3 separate regions of the Mus musculus genome follow, and regions 2 and 3 are each linked to region 1. A link is a contact called in public promoter capture Hi-C data. All regions are on one chromosome and are shown on one strand. Each heading gives the region's core, a stretch centred on a gene start, on an enhancer-like site or on the middle of the called end of the contact. The rest is flanking DNA. Distances are from core to core; before and after follow the strand shown. Region 1 holds the start of Mrpl22 (mitochondrial ribosomal protein L22). Region 2 holds the start of Zfp39 (zinc finger protein 39). Region 3 holds the start of Fam183b (family with sequence similarity 183, member B).

Region 1 (3,125 bases), core at 459-2,958:
TTGTCAGCTGGACCATCTCGATAACACCCCATCCCGTTGGCTTTTTTTTTTTTTTTTTTTTTTTTTTAGACAGGATCTCACTATATAGCTCTGACTAGCCTGGCACTTGCTCTGTAGACCAGACTGTGTTGAATTCACAGAGATCTACCTGCTTCTGCCTTCCTGAGTGCTAGGATTAAAGGTGTGGGCCACCATGCCAGGCAATTTGGTTTCTGAAAGAGTTTTCTCAGTAATGTTCACAAATTTGTGTTAGAGTGATCTTTCCTTCCTCTTTCTTCTTTTCCTTTGAGATAGAGTCTCACTGTGTAGTTCTGATTGGCCTGGAATTTGCAGCCCAGGGCGACAAACTGGTGGAGATCTTCCTGCTTCAGCCTCTCATACGCTGGGATTACATCATGTGGTGCTACGCCAGGCTCCTTTTCTCTGAGACAGAGCCCGGCTTGTGTAACATGGTGGTTCTTTAACACCAGTCTCCCACATGCTGATGTTACAGTCATTTTTAACAAGAACCCTGAGGCCCACTGAAGACAGAGTTTGATGAACCAGCCTGCCTCCATTTTAGGCTTAAAAGGTATCTTTTTTTTTTTTAAAGATTTATTTATTTATTATATGTAAGTACACTGTAGCTGTCTTCAGACACACCAGAAGAGGGAGTCAGATCTCATCATGGGTGGTTGTAAGCCACCATGTGGTTGCTGGGATTTGAACTTCGAACCTTCAGAAGAGCAGTCGGGTGCTCTTACCCACTGAGCCATCTCACCAGCCCAAAAGGTATCTTATAGTAGAGGCAAACTAGATTCATTCCTGTTTATGATTAAACCTCCATTTCTCACTGATTGGGCTATGCCACACCTGTAATCTTAACTATACATGGTTCTGTGGGTTCCAGAAAATGGCAACTGTGTCTTTGTTTCAAAACCATCTTGTTAATCCTACCTTTGTTTCAAAAGGTTTTTATGGCCGGTCATGGTGGCCCACACCTTTAATCCCAGCACTCGGGAGGCAGAGGCAGGCGGATTTCTGAGTTCAAGGCTAGCCTGGTCTACAGAATGAGTTCCAGGACAGCCAGGGCTATACAGAGAAACCCTGTCTCAAAAAACCAAAAAAAAAAAAAAAAAAAAAAGGTTTTTATGACTACCTTCTTAGGACCACCTTGTGATCATAACTTTCTTTCAGGAGGTGGTTATGACCAATTTGCTAGTCTGTTTCTGTTTATGGGACTAACTTATTAGTCAGCTCCTGTTCTAGTTCTGCTCCTGTAACCTCCACCTAGCAAATCCATTTGGAAACACCCAACCCCTGAGCTATAGAAACCTTGTCTTCCTCATATCCGATGCTGCCTTCTCAAACGTTGCTTTAGGGGGAAGCAGTTCCTGTATGCAAATAAAAAAAGCTTGCTTTAATTAATTGCTTGCTTTAATTAACTTGGCCATTATGATTTGGATCAGTGGTCTTTCTTGTATCTTTGGCCTTAAATATTTAGGATTAAAAGGTTCTCCTGCCCTTTTCAGGCTGTTATGAGGTGAGGTCACAGTTTTTCTGATTTTCAGTCTTTATGAGGTCATTCACTCCAAAGAAAGACTGCTCTGACCAGACTTTTCACAAGGACGACGCATTCCTGGTCTCCATGACAACGCACTCTGACTTTTCCGGTCCCGGAAGCCGGCCTCGGACTGCGCATGCGTATAGTCAGCCGGCGTTTGATCCCGGAGGCTTCCGTAGGGCTCAGCATGGCGGCCGCACTACTGCGAGAGTTGGGTAAGGCTTGAGTCTTTCTTAGAATTTGGGAAGGAGGAGATAAAGAGAATCGAAGTTGACAGCTCGTATTCACGTTGCAGGTGCACTGAGGGTACCTAACCTGAGGATCTGGGCAACGCAGACGCTGCGGTAAGAGTCCTGCCACGAAGATCTTGCAGGCTGCGCCTGATCTGCATCGATCACAGTGCACTTGTGTGCCAGGCAGTACTTTCGGCCTCAGGTGGAGGGCGGCCCGACCCAGAACCCCATAGAGACTGTTGCCTCCGGGGGCTCCTCTCGGTGTTTTCTGACCAGCCTCTCCCTATTCCGTAGGCACGATTCGAATCTTCGACTTTGTGTGCTATACCAACAAACATTCCTGGTTATTTCTTTATTCACTTGCCGTGGGCAAGGACTGTTTGGAGACTCGAGGCTTGCCTGACATTGTACATTCGTTCGCTGTTGTTTCTCAGCAACTGGAGTTTGAGCCTTTTGCTCTGCAGAACATTCTGGAGCCTCTCGAGAAAGCCTTTTGTTTGTTTGTTTGAGTCTCGCCATAAGTCAGTCTGGCTTCTGCTTACCAGTCAGAGGCTGGGATCCTAGGCCATGCACTGTCCTGCTAGGACACAAGCGTCCCTATGCAGTTGAGTTAGCACTGGCATGGATCCGTAGGGTACATCCGAAGTTTCGATTACATATATAGTACTTGCAAATGAATTGCTTCTTTGGAGCAATATTTTGACATAATATAATTATAGTTGTTTGATTCCGTTTAAAACCCATTTCAGTCCTGAGTATTCATAAAACCTGTAAGTATTCATGAAACTTTGTCACTGTTAATTCATGGCATACTTAATTTACCAGACACCATATTGATTGCCAAATCTGTATTGAGGTTTTGAGAAATGCAAGGCAGTTTCTAAGGGATGGCAGACAGTAGGTACCTCACGCTCACAAAATCTTGTTTAATAGTTTATCCTAATGGCTTCTTTGAAAGATTGAAGTCAGAGTTGAGCAGCTTATGGTTCTGTCACCCTGCTGTGAGTGATGATATAAAATGATGTTAGAGGCCTTAGAGACATTGCCTCTTTCCTCTTTCTTACATACATGAAAACCAAGGCCCAGTGAAGTGACAGTGTGCCGCTGGCTTTAACTATGTAAAATGTAAACACCAGTGATTCAAACTGGAGAAGAAAGTTTGAAGGCCTAGAGATTGCAGGTGTATCTGGATGGGAGACGAGCCAGCTCTGTAGTGTCTGGATAAGGGTGGTGGTGACGTGGCTCCCAGAACGGCAGAGAGGTCCAAGTTTCTGTTGTCTTATGGGCTTCCTTCCTTTCAGGGTTTTACCCCCGTCGTGCATCCACACGAGTGCTTCTCTTGACATTTC
Region 2 (3,125 bases), core at 359-2,858, 730 kb after region 1:
CACTAAATCATGTTTAAATAAAGAGTACATTGCATACTTATAATTTCATACCACTGTTTCTAGATAAGGCAAGGGAATAAGGAAGATAACACGCACATACATGACCTTCTCTAGTTCCCCATTTACCTTTACTGGTGCCTTGTGTTTTCTTGCTCTATTCCGCTGGGTCCGTCTCCAGTAACTGTAGGTGACTGGCCTCTTCTTGTAGCTTCTCTTACGCTTTCTAGTTTCAAGACATCGACTGGGGAGTTGACTCAAGGAGTTCTCCACACTGTCAGGCTGCAAGTTCCTCTATAAAGCAATGTTGGAGATGCCATGTGAGTGACTTAGAGCCACCTCTGTGCCGGACACACTGCAACCACACATGAACTAAAGCAAAATTCAAAGGAACAACACCCCACTCTCGTCTCCAGCAAAGGAGTCACTGTCATCTTGTGCTCTTGGCAAATGCAGTGCCCCCAGTACACAATTCAAACTTTCTGCTGTCATAAAAGTAAATGCTGGAAAATGCTTCAAAACAATTGTTAGACAATATCACAACACACCAAGTACTGACACAAGCTTTGCTATACCATTTACAGTATTTATAAAAACTTAAGTTTCTTCCTTCCACATGACATAGTATTAGAAAGACACTTCCAAGAGTATCAACTTGAAACTTATAGATTCCGTGGTATATAATGTAAATTATAGCTACAGACCAGTCAAAGAGGCAGGAATTCTGACTTGTTCTACTAACTGTTTTGAGTTCTATTTGAGATTTTACGATGTTAGGGGAAATGGGGATTTTAAATGGAGTTTGAAATTTTTCTGTGCCCCATTGTAAAGAAGGGCACAGATTCTTTTGATACCCACAGCCACACTTAGGACTAACTTCCTACAACTCTGCCCCACCAGTAATGCAGGGGTTAATCTACTCATGAGGCCAGAGTCATTGGAATGTCACCTTTGGAACGGCCCTCACACAGCCAAGAGTGTGTTTTTAATGTAGGCAGCAGTCAATCCCATCGAGCTGACAGTTGGTTACCAAGTACATACACTTCACAAATAGGTGTCTCCAGAGCCATAGGGAGCAGATACATCATTACGGCAAAGGACGTGAATCCAGTGTGGAAGAGAGAGACGCTGCACGTGCTCTCTCACTACACTCTCCACACAAGCCAGTACAGTAAGAGCCTTGCTGATAATGCGGAGGCCAGGAGATGCCCCAGCCCAGGCTCACGCCACACCTCAGGCTGCTCCAGCATCCAGGGCTGTCACTGCTTGACAGTGAGACACCGGACACAGCAGCTGTGGCACCGGAGTCTGGACCAAGAGAAGAGTGCGGCTGAGGACAAGTGTCCCTGCAGAGTCAGGGAGTGTGGCGGCTCAGCCACGTCAAGACCTAGGGAGACAGCCTGTGGGCTCAGCCCTGCATAGGCCTCGCAGAGCCGAACCGCCTGCACAGGGCAAAGCGGAGGAAACCGGAACCCTGCCGGTTCCTGCGGGCAGCACTCACCATGGCGCCCCCGTCCGCCTCCGGCAGCTGACTGGCCTGAGGCACCCGGACACCCCAGCTCAACTGACCGATCAAATGTAAAGATGGCGCGAGACAAAGCCCCCGCGAACTAGCGAACCCGCCAAGGCCCGCCCCTGTGCCCGGGCTGCGCTCCTGATTGGACCGCCCCTCAGTCCCCGCCCCATCATCGTGCCTTGATTGGCCACAGATAGCACCAATCGATGACTTGAGAAAGGCAGACTACCCCAAAAAGTGGCTGCTGCGAAATATTTTCAGTTTTGTTTTGTATTTTGTTTTTCAAGACAAACCCACGCTGGCCTCGAACTCATGGCAGTCCCTCTGCCTGGGCTCCAAAGCGCTGAGATTACATGAGTTGACCGCTATGCTCCCCTTGTCCGAAGGTAAAGCTCACTCCAGGTGGATGACGAGATTAGCATTTAGTTCATTATGTGAATTATGTCATGTGAATTATGAACTGTACATAGGAATATATTATTCACAAATGTAAAGAAAACGATGACAATTATTTTTAAATTTCAAATAACGTTTTCTTGTGTATGTATGTGTGTGTGTGTGTGTGTGTGTGTGTGTGTGTGTTTTGTCTTTGATCTTTGGCCCCAGAACTTTTGAATAGAGAAGCTGACAGAAATCAAATAGAAACTATCTGTTAACGAGAATGTCAAGTACAAATAAAATGTGACACACATTGTCATTTAAATTTTCCTGGAATTCACATTGAAAAATTAATCTGACTGTATTAATAGGAAATATAAGCCCCTCAAAGAGCACCCAGTGGCCAGGCCCTGCCCCTGAGGCCCTCCAACCACTAGGCTCCACCTACAAAACGTTCTATAGGCCAAAACTGCAGGTTAAGCTCCGCCCCATAAGAAAAAAAAAAAAAACCCTTAAGCTCAGAACTTCAAATCTCACCAACCCCTGAGCTTGCCCCAAGATCCGGACTTCAAATCCCACCAATCCTCATCCTGGAAAGCTCTGTGCCCGCCCCCTTCCCCAAGAAACCCCTTAAAAAGTCCACCTCCAGCTCCGTTGCTCCTTGCTACTTCTTTCCAGAGCAGAGGCAGCTACCTACTTGTGTTTTGTCCGAATAAATCTCTTGTTGTGAGGTTTGTTGTGTGGTGTGACTTTGTGCTGTTCTTTGGCTCCCATCTGCCAGGACACTTTTCCCCTCGGAACTGTAACATTTATGGTGTCCTGACCTGAAGAGGCTCCTCCTCCTGTCTGTGCACCCCCTTGGGGTCTGAGCCATATTGGGACCCATCCTTCACCTCCAGTCCATCTGCAGCAGACTGGCGTTCTGACTCACGGATAGCTCAGCGCCTCCCCTCTCAGCCCCCCAGGCCCCATCCACCAGCGGCATTAGGTAAATTTCCCATTCGGTCAGTTCAAACACTTCCCTGAGTCTGCGGAAGTGGCTATTGAGTTATTTGGCGCCCCTCTGGTACTCTTGGAGGCAGAGGTACCCCCCCACACCCCCAGCCACGGTCTTTGAGGCTACGGCTGGCTCTCTTCACCTGCCCCCTCCTCCTGAGAGCTACAATCTTGCAGTGTTTAGGCCCACAGGAGCTATTGGGCCCCTTCCTGTCTTCTTTCCCTACCTTTCCTTCAG
Region 3 (3,125 bases), core at 404-2,903, 630 kb after region 1:
GGGGCTGCAAACCCCTTCAGCTCCTTAGGTACTTTCTCTAGCTCCTTCCTTGGGGACCCTGTGCTCCATCATCTAATGGATGACTGTGAGCATTCACTTCTGTATTTGTCAGGCACTGGCAGAACCTCTCATGCAACAGCTATATCAGGTTCCTGTCAGCAAGCTCTTCTTGGCATCTGCAATAGTGTCTGGGTTTGGTAGTTGTTTGTGGGATGGATCCCCAGGTGGGGCAGTCTCTGGATGGCCATGCCTTCAGTCTCTGCTCCGAACTTTGTCTCTGTAACTCCTTCCATGGGTATTTTGTTCCCCCCTTCTAAGAAGGATGGAAGTATCCACACTTTGGTCTTCCTTCTTCTTGAGTTTCATGTGTTTTGCAAATTGTATCTTGGGTATTCTGATCAAAGAAAACACATGGAGGGACTCGTGGTTCTAGCTGCATATGCAGCAGAGGATGGCCTAGTCGGTCATTAATGGGATGAGAGGCCCTTGGTCCTGTAAAGGTTCTATGCCCCAGTATAAGGGACTGCCAGGGCCAGGAAGCAGACGTGGGTGGGTGGGGAGCAGGGGGAAAGGGGGAAGGATAGGGGATTTATGGAGGGGAAATTAGGAAAGGGGATAGCATCTGAAATGTAAATAAAGAAAATATCTAAAAGAAAAGAAAAGAAAAGAAAAGAAAAGAAAAGAAAAGAAAAGAAAAGAAAAGAAAAGAAAAAAAGAAAAGGAAAGAAGGTGAATGGCCTAAATGGATAGAAGGTCTGTGTGTGCATTCTGACCTTTTACTGGGCTGTGCAGATGTTAATTGGGAGAAGTGTGGGATGGCGGTGACCAGCATGTGCAATGAGGTGAAGTGGTATCCGAATAACTGCTTACACAGGATGATTAAACCAGGCCAGCATTGCAGCAGAGGATGGGAGAGATTCACCCAGCTGCTCCAGAGAAGGCAGCTGGGAGGTGGTGGGACACATAAGTCTGTTTCAGGCCCAGAAGCATTTTCACAGAGCTCTGTGAAGTCCCAGAGGAGGGAAGCCATGGGAGGCCAGGGGGAGGGGTGACTTTGCTGGGGTCAGGGTGAGGAGGATGGTCAAGCTCTGCACCTGGTAGCCCACCACTTCTAAGTCTTAAGGAGGGCTGTAGCAAAAAAATCAAAGCAATAATAACAAACCATACAAAGACAAACCCCTTTGGGTATATTAGGAAGAGACCAAACTACTAACAAAAAGCAGACATTAAAAACCCTGGGCAATTGTTTGAAAAGCAAAACTACCCCATTAATCATCTCTCTTTATTCTACATCTAAAATGTTTAATTCTGGATGCATTTTAATGTATCTCTTGTGCCTGGGGTGACAAGGGGAGCGATTCCCTCAAAGCTTAGCTGTCTGAACTCTAAAGAGATAACCTGAGGCAGAGGACACGTGCTCTCCCACCCCTCCCAACCCTCTTGGGCCAGCTCACCCTTGCGCAGGGGATTCACGTGATACTGCGTGTACAGCTTCTGTGCCCGTAGCTCTTTGAGAAAGAGTTCCCGCAAGATCTGATTCTGGTGAACTTCATCCTGATTCTTCATCTGCCCCACACGTCCTGCCATGGCCATGTTTTTGCTCTGAGAAGTCAAGCTATCTGCCCTGCCCTTACCAGGAGAAAGGTCGTCTTCTACAGTTTCCAGGCAACGGATGTTCCTCTTGTGTTCAGGCCACAGCGTCCTTTCTGTCTCTAGGCAACAGCGCCCAGGCTCGGAGCACCACCTGCCCAGAAAGCCTTTCCCTGGCTTCTGTCCACTCCACCCCTCCCAGCTCTCAGGCTGCTGGTATCTATTAGGCCTCCTCCAATGTCCTCAGACCCAGATTCAGCCTCTGGATCTAGAGTCACCCCTGTGTCCTGTGCGCTGCTAGGAAAGAGCTGCCTTTCTTTGGACCACCCAGGAAGAAGAGGCTGAAACGTGCACCTCAGCATGACTGGTCGCTTCCTAGAGATGATTTGGGGAGGGGCCAGAGCCAATAGGTTTGAAAGTAGGTGCTCAGAATTAAAATAAACAAAAACCACCTCTAACACACACATGCACACTGGTGGGTGGGGAAACAGAAAGTAAAATAATCTGACTGGTACACGGAAACAAACAGGACCACTACCCTTCCTAACCTAAGTAATTTGACATCTTAATGATTTATTTCATTATTTTTACAACACTAGGGGTTGAACTCAGCGCTTCTGCATGCTGCGAAGCTGCTTCAGCCCTGAGCGCTATCTCCAGCCCTTCCCTTCTTATTTTAAGACAGGACCACACTAAGTTGCCCAGGCAGAGGTTGGACTTGCAATCCTCCTGCCTCCGCCTGCTGAGTTGCTGGGATAATAGGCCTGCCCCACCAGACCCAACTACTTTCAATGATTGGTTGTGGTAAAATGCACATCTTCTAAGATCTCCTGTCTTCGATATTCTCAAGCATCCGGTCCAGCTGCATGAAGTAGGGGCATAGTGTGAAACCCAGCTCTAAAACTCACCCTTAGGCAACTGTCCTCTGACACCCCACTCAACTGACAACCACCACCTTTCTTTTTATTCCTATGTTCAACCCCTAAGCATCTTCTATAACATGATTTATTTTTAAATAGCCATAAGTAACCTACAGTAGGGAAAGGATCCACCCTGGCTTTGATGAGCAGATAAACACAGATGCTAAAACGTGTGATCTTTTATCCATTCACTCATTTATGACCCAGAATGTTCGATGTGTGATAGACAGTATTGCACTCGTTAGGTGTGCGGCCATTGCTGCCCAATCCCCCACATCTATAGAAGACATCATAGTTTTTTTCTCTCGGCTTTTCTCCTCAGCCTGCTGGGCTCTTTGCCTCTTGGATACCCCACATTTATGTGAGCTCACATGCAATCGCTTTTCAAAAGCCTTAGCAGGCTGTAGAGTCCTTCTCTGTTGGTGCTTTATTGCAAACTTAGTTACTTCACTAAATGTACTTGTTTATGCCTAAGCTACCTAAGGTGAGACACATCCTCCTCCCGCCTCTCCCCTCCCCCCACCCTCACACCACATTCCCAGTCCCCAGCACAGTAGAGGCAGGTATGTGTTTGGTGTTTTGTGTGTGACTGGGTGTCTGCAGTTCTGTTTGCTT

What was found. Promoter capture Hi-C pulls out the DNA fragments that hold promoters and counts their contacts.
Region 2: a contact with region 1 is called in a promoter capture Hi-C map of hematopoietic stem and progenitor cells. The contact joins the promoter of Zfp39 here to the promoter of Mrpl22 in region 1. A contact is called at or near these places in 10 of 39 promoter capture datasets (the C10 cell line, cranial neural crest, embryonic stem cells and 7 more), 1 of 484 Hi-C or Micro-C datasets (pro-B cells) and 5 of 115 datasets of contacts at active chromatin or transcription factors (bone marrow-derived macrophages, embryonic stem cells, large pre-B cells and 2 more).
Region 3: a promoter capture Hi-C map of hippocampal neurons shows a contact between it and region 1, with 3 times the contacts expected there. The contact joins the promoter of Fam183b here to the promoter of Mrpl22 in region 1. A contact is called at or near these places in 6 of 39 promoter capture datasets (cranial neural crest, embryonic stem cells, hippocampal neurons and 3 more) and 1 of 115 datasets of contacts at active chromatin or transcription factors (the SCID.adh cell line).

Annotation. Positions count from the first base shown.
Region 1 is chr11:58,169,956-58,173,080 of GRCm38.p6, forward strand. Mrpl22 (mitochondrial ribosomal protein L22) reads left to right here and starts at 1,709. Exons shown (of 7, transcript NM_175001.5): 1 at 1,709-1,758; 2 at 1,839-1,887; 3 at 3,078-3,125. The coding sequence starts at 1,731.
Region 2 is chr11:58,902,617-58,905,741 of GRCm38.p6, forward strand. Zfp39 (zinc finger protein 39) reads right to left here and starts at 1,609. Exons shown (of 5, transcript NM_011758.2): 1 at 1,499-1,609; 2 at 127-291. The coding sequence starts at 1,501. It overlaps Gm12257 (a long non-coding RNA gene), which reads left to right and starts at 1,730. Exons shown (of 4, transcript XR_879896.2): 1 at 1,730-1,899; 2 at 2,673-2,879.
Region 3 is chr11:58,800,307-58,803,431 of GRCm38.p6, forward strand. Fam183b (family with sequence similarity 183, member B) reads right to left here and starts at 1,654. Exons shown (of 4, transcript NM_029283.3): 1 at 1,455-1,654. The coding sequence starts at 1,587.